Linked DNA regions of Rattus norvegicus: region 2 is linked to region 1. Evidence: chromatin contacts called from public Hi-C data. All regions are on one chromosome and are shown on one strand. The core of a region is the stretch at or near the end of the contact, and the rest is flanking DNA. Distances in the headings are between cores, read along the strand shown.

The links. A called contact is a pair of places that touch in the nucleus more often than the background predicts.
Region 2: a Hi-C map of Schwann cells shows a contact between it and region 1, with 7 times the contacts expected there. The contact joins two enhancer-like sites. A contact is called at or near these places in 1 of 12 Hi-C or Micro-C datasets (Schwann cells) and 1 of 1 datasets of contacts at active chromatin or transcription factors (oligodendrocytes).

Annotation. Positions count from the first base shown.
Region 1 is chr1:139,585,796-139,591,064 of GRCr8, forward strand. The region is part of intron 6 of Agbl1 (AGBL carboxypeptidase 1); the gene reads left to right. Among named protein-coding and RNA genes, the nearest start is that of Agbl1, 130 kb to the left of the region's middle. Within about 2 kb of position 1,351, at least 11 of the 93 cell types and tissues checked have an H3K27ac peak or open chromatin away from gene starts, as enhancers often do. A contact at or near this core is called in Schwann cells, where this site is marked.
Region 2 is chr1:140,367,916-140,373,192 of GRCr8, forward strand. No RefSeq gene overlaps it. Among named protein-coding and RNA genes, the nearest start is that of Agbl1, 920 kb to the left of the region's middle. Within about 2 kb of position 2,571, at least 54 of the 93 cell types and tissues checked have an H3K27ac peak or open chromatin away from gene starts, as enhancers often do. A contact at or near this core is called in Schwann cells, where this site is marked.

The DNA.
Region 1 (5,269 bases), core at 101-2,600:
TTCTTACTGCATCCTCATACCTCATCTCAGGCCACAGTAGAGGCTCTCCTAATTATTTAATGTCGGATAAGGAAGCGGTCTAGTTTCCGAGAGCCTTTTCCCACCATGCCTTAGTTATTGTGGTATGTTCACAAACCTGATATCTCTTTTTTCTACTATGACTTCTGGGGAAGCATACAATATATGTTTCACTCATGAGCCAAAAATCTCCTTCAAATAATATTGATTTTTTTTTTGTATTTGTCACACTGCTGCAATTGGCTTCATTTGAAGGCAGCATGGCAAGCTACATCTATCAGCGTGCTGGTTTAAAATGACAACACGTATATCCATCATTTATTGAGGTCTTAGTATGTCAGACACTGTGTATGTTTAGCCTGAAAAGGAGATTTTGCAATCCCCATCTCATAAGTGGGGTAACTGGAGTCTGGAAGGCTTAAATAATTTATTCAGCTAGCAGGCTTCAGGGTTTACCCGGCAGTCTCTTCCTCCCAGTGAGCTAAGCCCTATGCTTCACCAGGAAGAGATTAAAGAGGCTAGGTTTACTTAACCCAAAGAAGGAACAACCAAATGTTGAAAGGAAGCTAGGTAAATATTGTCTAAGTATCAGGAGGATTATTTTGGAAGACCATGTGTTACTTAAGTCAGAAACATTACACGGGTCCACTCCATATAACATTTGAATGGAACCCGGTGAGAGACGCAGGAACACTAGCATGTGTGTGAGGGGCCCTGTCTGCGGCTTCGAGGGTGAGCATCAGGCAAGGCTGATCAATGAGGGCATGAGATCCCGGAGTGAGCAGGAACTGGAAGGATTACAGGCTCCTATTACGTCATGCCACATTCAATTGGCATATTCCTCTTTACTTTCTTGGCTTCGAGTCCAGTCTTGTCTGCCAAATACTTACGTATTTTGCATAAGTTCATAAGTGATTTGAAAAAGTTTAAGTTAAAAGGTTGCAACCACACCGGTTGTCTCTTTTTCTTCCATTGCCCCCTCAGCCTGACGCTGCAGGAAGTGTGGGCTGAGTCGCAGACAGTTGCTCCTGTAGTTTCTCTTCCTGCCATGTGGTGGTGCTATTCTTCTAGTTATCTCGGCCATTGCTAGTCCAATATTTATTTTCGGTGAGTAATTTGTTTATCAGGAGGTTATTTTAATCTAATTTTGGCCATATTTGCTAGCGCACACTATCTGTGCTTCCCAGCGTTAGCAGCTTGCATGTCTTGAAGGAAATTAGCTGAAGATGGTCTCAGAGGCATTTGCGCGGCCATTATTTAAGGGAGGTGGGAGGAGGCAGGGTGAGTAGAGCCTGGGGTTAGAACAGCCAAGGGAATTTGCTGCTTTCCTAGTGGTGTTAGCATGACTGAGCACGATTGACCAAGGGCGGGAAGGGAGGGCATCTGAGTAGCAGTTCGCAGGCTCTCTCTGCTTGACAGCAGCAATGCTGGTCATTAGGGTCGCTAGTCTCCCAGAACCTTGTGACAACTTGTACAGGTCGTAGATTGGTTTGGAAGGACAAGAGTCTTCTAGTTCTGCACCCTCTGCAAGAGGCCCTTCTCCCAACTTGATGACATCTTTAATTAACTGCTACTGTAAGCTGCCTGTAAGCTTGGGAGTGGGGAGAGTCTGGAAAGAGAGCGACTCTATACCAGAGCTACCACAGCAGCACCCCCACACAGCTTGACTACGGTGATCAATAACTTGCTGGACACTTTGCTCACGTTTCACTGAACTCTTTGTCCTCATTTACATAATAATCATAGTACTATACCTGTTTTACGTGACAAGAAGATGTAGTTAGCAGAAAATAAAGATTTGCTGAGACCCCACATATGGCACAAGGAAAGCTAAACTTTACCTCAGTTGTGACTGCTTCCAAAGCAATCAAATTTTCGTATTTCTGCTAACCTTCAACATAGGAACCCTGGACTGTGGGTTGAGGCTGACTACATGATCTTAAACTTGGCCTTTGACACTGCATTTGAGTTCAGGTTGCCTTTCCGTAAGTGGAGGGTGAGAGGCAGGGCTGGATGCTTCTTTGCAACAGAATCTTACATTTTCATCACCGAAACCTAAGCGTGAATGTCACACATGCGGCAGGCACAATGGAGACCCCAGTTAATAACAGCTCATCTTCTCCCTCGCTTCTGACTCCGGATAGACACCAAGAAGCTTCCAGGGACGTTCCAGAGGGTCTGGAAGAAAACAACATCGAGAACTTCTGAAGGAATGTCTGCATGGGGTGTTTGGGAGCTTGACCTGTTGTTTGGAACTATAACTTAAAAATGGAGAGACATGATGCTTCTGTGGGAGGCTGGAAGAGTGTGCCACAATTCTCTAAGCAGTAAAATAATAATCATAATAATCATAATAATAATAACAACAATAACAGTAATAATAATGACAATAACGACGATAATGATAATAACTACCACCGCCACCACCTCTACCACCACCACCATCATCGTCACCATCATCATCACCATCATCATGTAGTGATATTTGACCCAGAGAAAGCAAAGCCAGATTCTTGTATCCATCAAGACCCAGTCCCGTCATTTTGGAGTCTCTTAGGATTAATGGGCCTAATTAAGCAATTGAACTGACCCTAAGTCATTGAGGACAGTGGGGTCGTTACCCAGTGTCAGGAAGGCAGGCTGGTGAAGCCTTTACTGTGATGGGCAAACTGTTAAGACCATCCAAGGTCTTAACAGAGCATGGTGCTGATGAGATGTTCCTGCTTGACACAAAGCTTGACTAAACCATCCTTGCTGGCGTGCCGCTGTTAAGTCGGGGTCAGTTCTTACACACAGGCATGTTCTCTTTTACCACCGAGGTCTCCAGGACTTTCCCTCTATTCTAACATTTGCCTGCAAGGCTGGGTCAAAGCGTCCCTTCGAAAAGACCGTAAAAGTGTCCAAGCTTCCAAGTCATGATGAAGAGGGCGTGTACCTGATATAATTGCATAAGTCAATCACCATAATGGCAAGATATGGTGGAGAACAGCGTTTACACAGTGGCCATGATTTTTGTTCTCATGGCACTGTGGGGTCAACTATAGAGAGACATGGTTATCGAGGTGGGCTGGTCTGTCCCTTCTAAAAATGACTAGTAACATAGTGAGGAGCTGGGAGAGCGAGCAGAGCAATTGCTCTTAATAAACTTTGGGAAAAGTCAATGCTAGTTTATTATTACTGCCATTGGAGGTTGAAGGAGTTGATGTTAAACAGGCGTAGGGCTTGTTCAAATTTAAATCGAGCTTGGTTCAATTTAAATTTGTCTCCCAAGATCTGTCCGTTGCATTCAATTGACACCTGCTTGTTTTTCCCAGAAGCCTATTCTGTGAAATGGCTAACAGAAAATAGTTGAGAGTTTGTGGACCACACTCTTTGTATTATAGCTACTTCCCTCTGCCCTGAGAGGGTCGAAGCAGCTATAGGCAACACATAAAGGAATAGCTATGGCCAGGTCCCCTAAAACTTTATAAAAATAGGCTGTGGGCAGTGGGCTGACCCCTACTTTAGACTGAGTGAGCCTCAGCCCTGGGGACTGTACTCCATTAATTTTTATTTCTTAAGCCATTAACTCTAATGTATTTTATACAGCAGGCACTCAGAACAAGCTATTTGAATAAGCCAAGGAATGAATAAACAAATGTATGCAAATCTGGTCCCCCTCTGTGCATCAACATGCACTTACTTTGCATTCATTTTGGGTACTCAGGGGTTAACGTCCAGGGTTGTGGAGTTGTAAACCCTTTAGATTTTAGAACTTGTATCATTCTGGCATAATTGATGGCTGGCTGTGGGTTGACAAAGATAAAGTATCACGAAGATTTAAAGGGATAGACAAAGAGATAAACATTCCCCAGCTCCAGAGCAATAGACCTGCTTCCTCATCCCATCCACGATTGACTCTACAATTATTTATTTATGTCAAGATGCACATCAGCTGGTTCCCAGAGATCCTAGAAGTAGCAGGTTACAAAGCATCCTTCATATATTACCTCACTTAATGCCTGCAATAATCCTGTAAGACAGGTAAATATTTAACAATTCCACAGCAGTGACTTTCAATGTGATTGATTTTTGTCCCCCGGAGGAACATTTATTGAGGCCAAGGACATTGTGACTGTCACATCTGTGGGAGGGTTACTCCTGGAAGTCATGGGGTCCACACCGATTTGCTATGAACATCCTACATGCTCAGGGTGGCCCCTATAATAAGTAATATCCAGTCCCAGATGTCCACAGAGGTTGAGAAAATCTTGCTCTCTGGAGGCTCAAAGAGGTTAGCTGAGCTCCTCATAGCTGTGTAATAGGCATTGAATGTGTTGGGAATAAAATATGCCCATTCATTTCATTCTAGAAGCCTTTGAATCTATTTTACAAAAGTAAATGATTTGGAATGACATCTTGGCAGAGATGTGTATATAAATGGATGACAGTGAAAGTTAGAGATGCCACTCCACCTGTTCCTTAGTTCTTGTCCCTAACCCCAGACCCCTGCTGGACCCTAAGTTCTTCCACATTTCCCAGAGTCATTATTATTTCTGGTGTGTGTGTGTGTGTGTGTGTGTGTGTGTGTGTGTGTGTGATGACGCTTCCATGTTTTGCTTGAGCAGGATGAGAGAAAGTCGACATGGGGTCGTAAAAGAGGTCCTGGTTAGTATAGTCCAGGTGGCAGGAGAGAGAGTAGAAATATTGATAGTTATTGGATCTGAGTTCAAAGGAATATGCAGAAGACTCACGGACTTGGAATTTCATAGTGATGTCACTGGAGGACAAGATGGACATCTCAAGCAGGCTAGAGGTGTGTGCTCTTTGCTCCTCTTCACCCACTGGAGTCTAGAGGCTCCATGAAGCGTGAGCTGAATCACCCGTCTGTAAGACCACACAGTTTGCTTCCTTGCAGTGCACAGTGCTCAACTGCATTATGGCCGGAAGCAGGAGGCGCTACACCACGCAGGTGCCTCATGAATCAATTGGCAGAGAGGGCAGGTGGAGGAAGCCTCAAGTTTCTTCCTTCCACGTTTAGATCCTGCCCTCTTCAAGTGTCATCCTCTGACGTGCTTACAATGGAAACAGCCAAGTGAAATGAGGGGCGGGCTTTTCCAGAGGGTCTCAGCAAGGGTATACATTATTCTTGGGGCTTGGTGAGTATTTTCTCAGCCTCTGAGAGAATAGGCTCAATGTGAAACTCTATGTGCATGGGAGTGTCCCTGAAGTTTCAAGGCAAAGCTGCTCATTCCTTGGGTTTTTCTTTTTC
Region 2 (5,277 bases), core at 1,321-3,820, 780 kb after region 1:
AGCCTAGTATTCCCTTATCCTGAGTCATCAAGCCTCCACAAGACCAAGGGGCTCCCCTCACAGTAATACCAGATAAGGCAATCCTCTGCTACATATATAGCTGGCACCATGGGTACCCCCTGTATACTCTTTGTTTGGTGGTTTAGTCCCTGGAAGTTTTTGGAGTCTGGTTGGTTGATATTGTTGTTCTTCCTATGATGTTGCAAACCCCTTCAGCATCTATAGTCATTGGCCTAACACTGGGGTCCCTGCATTCAGTCCACTGTTTGGCTGTGTACATCTGCATCTGTATTGGTTCATCTCTGACAGAGCCTCTCAGGGGCCAGCTATACCAGGCTCCTGTCAATAAGCACTTCTTGGTATCAGCAATAGTGTCTGCATTTGGTGTCAGAAAATGGGATGGATCCCCAGGTGGAGCAGTCTCTGCATGGCCTTTCCTTCAGTCTCTGCTCCACTCTTTGTCCCTGAATTTCCTTTTGACAGGGAAAATTCTGGATTAATATTTTTGAGGTGGGTGCATGGCCCCAGACTCAACTGGGGCTGTGCCTATCCACTGGATATGTTTTTTATAGGTTTTATCTCCCTTTTGTTGGGTATTTCAGTTGAAGTCCTCCCTGTTGGGTCCTGGGAACCTCTTTGGATCCCTGGATTCCTAGTGACTACCACCAGTCCCCCCTCTGCCACTGCTACACACCTACTTTCAAATGTCTGACCCTCTGTACTTCTCCCCCATCTCCTCCCACATCTGAACTGGTACTATTTTTCCTTCTCTCTCTTCTGTCCCTCCCAGATCCCTCTCTCCCTCTATTTCCCTGAGATTTCTCTCTTCCTCGCCCTCTGAATAGTACTGTAGCTTCCACAGTTGCTGTGATCTTCTTTCTTCTTGGGATTCATATGGTCTGTAAGTGGTATTGTGGGCATCCCAAGCTCCCTTTTGGCTAATATCCATTCTTCAGTGAGTACATATCATATGTGTTCTTTTGTGACTGGGTTGCCTCATTTAGGATGATATTTTCAAGCTCCATCCATTTGCCTTCGAATTTCATGAAATCATTTTTTAATAGCTGAGTATAATCTATTGTGTAAATGTACCACATTTTTTGTATCCATTCCTCATTTGAGGAACATCTAGCTTGTTTCCAGCTTCTGGCTATTATAAATAAGGCTGCTATGAACATAGTGGAGTACGTGTCCTTGTTAAATGTTGGATATATGTTAGGCATCTTTTGGGTATATGTCCAGGAGTGGTGTAGCTGGGTCCTCAGTTAGAAATATTTCCAATTTTCTGAGGAACCGCCAGCCAGCCAGATTTCCAGAGTGGTTGTACCAGCTTGCAATCCCATCAGCAATGGAGGGGTGTTCCCCTTTCTCTACATCCTCACCAGCATTTACTGTCACCTGCGTTTTTGATCTTAGCCATTCTCACTGGTGTGAGGTGAAATCTCAGAGAGACAGACAGGTAGAACAATGAAATAGAATTGAAGGCCCAGAAATGAACCTACACATCTATGGTCACTTGATCTTTCACAAAGGAGCTAAAACCATCCAGTGGGAAAAAGAGCATTTTTAACAAATGGAGCTAGTTTAACTGGAGGTCAGCATGTAGAATGCAAATTGATCCATTCTTATCTTGTACAAAGCTCAAGTCCAAGTGGATCAAGGACCTCCATATAAGACCAGATGAATCTAATAGAAGAAAAAGTGGGAAAGAACCTCAAACACATTAGCACAGGGGGAAATTTCCTGAACAGAACACTAATGGCTTAAGCTCTCAGATCAAGAGTTTATAAACGGGGCCTCATAATATTGAAAAGCTTCTGTAAGGTGAAAGACACTGTCATTAGGACAAAATGGCAACCAACAGATTGGGAAAAGATCTTTACCAACCCTACATCCAATAGAGGGCTAATATCTAATATATACAAAGAACTCAAGAAGTTAGACTCCAAAGAATCAAATAACCCTATTAAAATGGGGTACAGAATTAAATAGAGAATTTTATTCTGAGGAATCTCAAATGGCTGAGAAGCATTTAAAGAAATGTTCAACATCCTTAGTCATCAGGGAAATGCCAACTCCATATATAGCACAAGTGGCATATATGTATTTGGCTTACTTTAATTATGTATTTAATGATGGAGGTCCTAATTTCCATTGTAAAAGTCTCCTAAAAAATGACCTCTTCCTGATTGCTTCAGTAACATAGTAAACATGGATAGTCAAGCTGTAGGAAAGTAGGACACACATGAGTCTGGTACTTGGAGCAGTAAAGAAGCATCCAAGGGGGAAAAAAAAGCGCCCTCTGTAATTTGCAGAAGCAGCCTTGTCTCTTTTCCTCTCCATGGCCTGTAGAGGTCAGAAAAGGGCCTTGCTTTCCAATCACTGGCTGTCTTCTGTCCCCATTAGAATTCGCCTGGGTATGTATAATTAAGCCAGCTGAGGCTCAGCACATAGGAACGGAAACGCATTGACTTTAATAAAACAGAGTGTAAAACAAGTTGAGATTGACTCGAGCCTTGTTTATTCTCACATACTTGTAATACTGGTCGGTATATTCCCAGGCAAAGAGACCATCGTCCTGGGAACTGAAGCATGTCCTTTCATTGCCACTACAGACAGTCCTAGCAGGCAAGCCACACTAGCTCATTGGAAATAAAAATTAGAAAGAAAAAAAGAGAAAGTTCTGTTTCTTAAGGGAAAAGAGGCAATGACAAAGAGAAAAAATGTGGGCACAAACAACCACATTCCCACTACCATGGACATTCTTATTTTGTTTGATTTATTATTTTTTTGAACACAAGTAAATTGGGAATCCAGAAAAAAAATAAATATAAAGAATAGCAAGACTCAAAATGGGGAAAGCATCTTGGTGAAAATGAGTAAGGAAAGGTGTTGTTCTATGGAGAGTTTTGGAAACCAAGACATCATTACATTGCTTTTTTTCCCCTGGGGTTTACAAAGAGCATCTCACAGAGTGTCTAGAAGCCAAGGTTAGCATGATGTTGACATGATACTTTGTGGTTGAACGTTCATTTTTCCAGGTCTCAGTTTCCCCCAATGAAAACAGAGGATCTGGTTCCGACGAAAGCAAATGTCACTAACATTTCTACCATTCCTAGCATGGCATTGGATGCCCTGCAGAGAATGCCACTCTGAGGCTGCAGGCTGGCTGGGCCAGTGAAGAGGCAACGTGAGGCGGCTCACACTGGCTCTCTTGTGTGGAGAGGATGGAGACCAGAGCTGGACAATGATCCTTTCAGAGCTGAGAGTGATGCCCTTGACACCCTGCCAATACCAAACAGAATAAGAGCTTCTGAAAGCAGGGCTAAAAATAAATAATGAAACCAAGTGACAACATAAACAGGAAGGCCGAAAGAATAGACCACGGACTTGAGTCAGCAAACTTGTGAACAGGGTAGAGAAGAGTCAAATTCATTTTTGTCTTCATTGATTGGCCGGTTAGGTGGCTGGACTCTTAGAATTCAAAGCGTTGTTAGTTAATATGTTTGTTGCCACCCTGGTGGAAGGAGGAAGAGGGCTGAGCAGAGGCGTGCCCCCCCTCTCATCCATTTCCTTTCTGTGGCACAGTCGGCCGGCCCCTTCCTTCTTGCTGTCTCTTTGTTGGTTGTTCAAAGAGAGAGCTCTTAGACAGTCCTTCCCCTGTCCCTGGCCACATCCTGGGACCAAGCCAGCTGCCCTGCTCAACCTTATCTCTCAGCATTTGGGGCCCAGCTTCCTCTTCACGTTTCTGCAGCACACACAGCATTTCAATCAAAAAGGACTTTCAGATCTGATTGTTTGGGGCAGAACTTGTGCAAGAGGTTTAGGGAAAGGGAGCTCTAGCTGTTGGGCCCCGTTTCATGGTCGAGCCAGTCTACACTTTTATGTGGCATGCAGAGAGACAGCAGACACTTAACAACTATGGGGAAATTAGACCAATTTTCTCTACAAGCCCTAATAAGTTCTTCCAGTTCTCATATTGCAAAGCTGTAGATTCAGACCTAGTGGAGACTCCCCTTCCCCACAACGTTGTATACATTTAGCTATATGCAAATGTGAACATGACTAGACCACAGAAATCTTCTAAGATCTGACAATAATTAACATTAAAAATTTGGAGGTGTACACTAGCAGAAAAGGAAAGAAACAAACCTTTGCAGTGTGGTTGGGAAATCAAGAGCTCCAAGACATACTAACCCATGAATATGCAATGTCTAATATTTAGTTCTAGATTGTGTCTTACTTGGGGTAGTCCCATGTCATCTCATGTCCTGCCTTTGAACTCTTCAGTCAGATTCCTCTAGCTCCAAACAGCTCAGATCTAATGATATTTGGAGGAGATGAAATATGAGATTGTTTATTTTGGATGAAAGCGGGCAAAACCTCCAAGGAAATCCAAGCAAGAAGAAGAAGTTTGAAAACTTTGTTTCTAAAACATTAGAGCTCAATTTTATAACACTTTAGAAATATGATGATAATAATAAAACATTGGCAGAAGTTCTTACCATCAATCCATTTGTGGGCTGTCTTATCAACTCTGAGAGATGTAGGAGTAAGTCACTCTTGCTAGCCCATTTTACAGATGAGACACTAGCAGTGACACTGCCCACCAGTGCATGTTGAATGACTGCTAGAGAGACCAACTTGGGATATATAATAAACATACTTACCGTCTCCATTTTCCCCATAGACCAATAGTACTGTAAAGAATGGTGTTTAGGGGCAAAGAGGTCTGTTTCTCCATGTTATTTCCCATCCCATCCCAGAGGCAAATTTGCTTTTATGCTTTCTTCTTCTTCAAATTAAGTTAGAAATTGATCTGAGATTTTCAACATCTTATTTGTAAACTTTGTCAAGATCTATCATTTCCCCATGTGTCCATCAATCTTGATTTTTCTTGGCCCTATGTTCCGTATTTCTAAAGGAAAAGGCCCATTGACATTTTGATGAAATTCTCTTAGGAGTTGATGGTGGGAGCAGGTGCTGTGAGTGGGAAATGTGAGAAACACACTGTATGGTTTTTCCTCAAACAAATGTTCCAAGCAACATTCCAAAAGATGAACATTAATTTCAAAAAGAGGTTAAGTAAATATCATAGAAGAAAACAGTTCTAAGGAAAACAGTTTGGGTTGGGATGAGTGGCATGTGCCTTACGGTGCCAGGCTGTGGATCAGATTCTACTGAAACGTCTGCGAGTGTTCCAAATCCCATCACCTGCTCATATGGTGATGAGAATTTCTCCAGAGTTTAAATTCTAACAGTTCTAGAAGAGGGCCA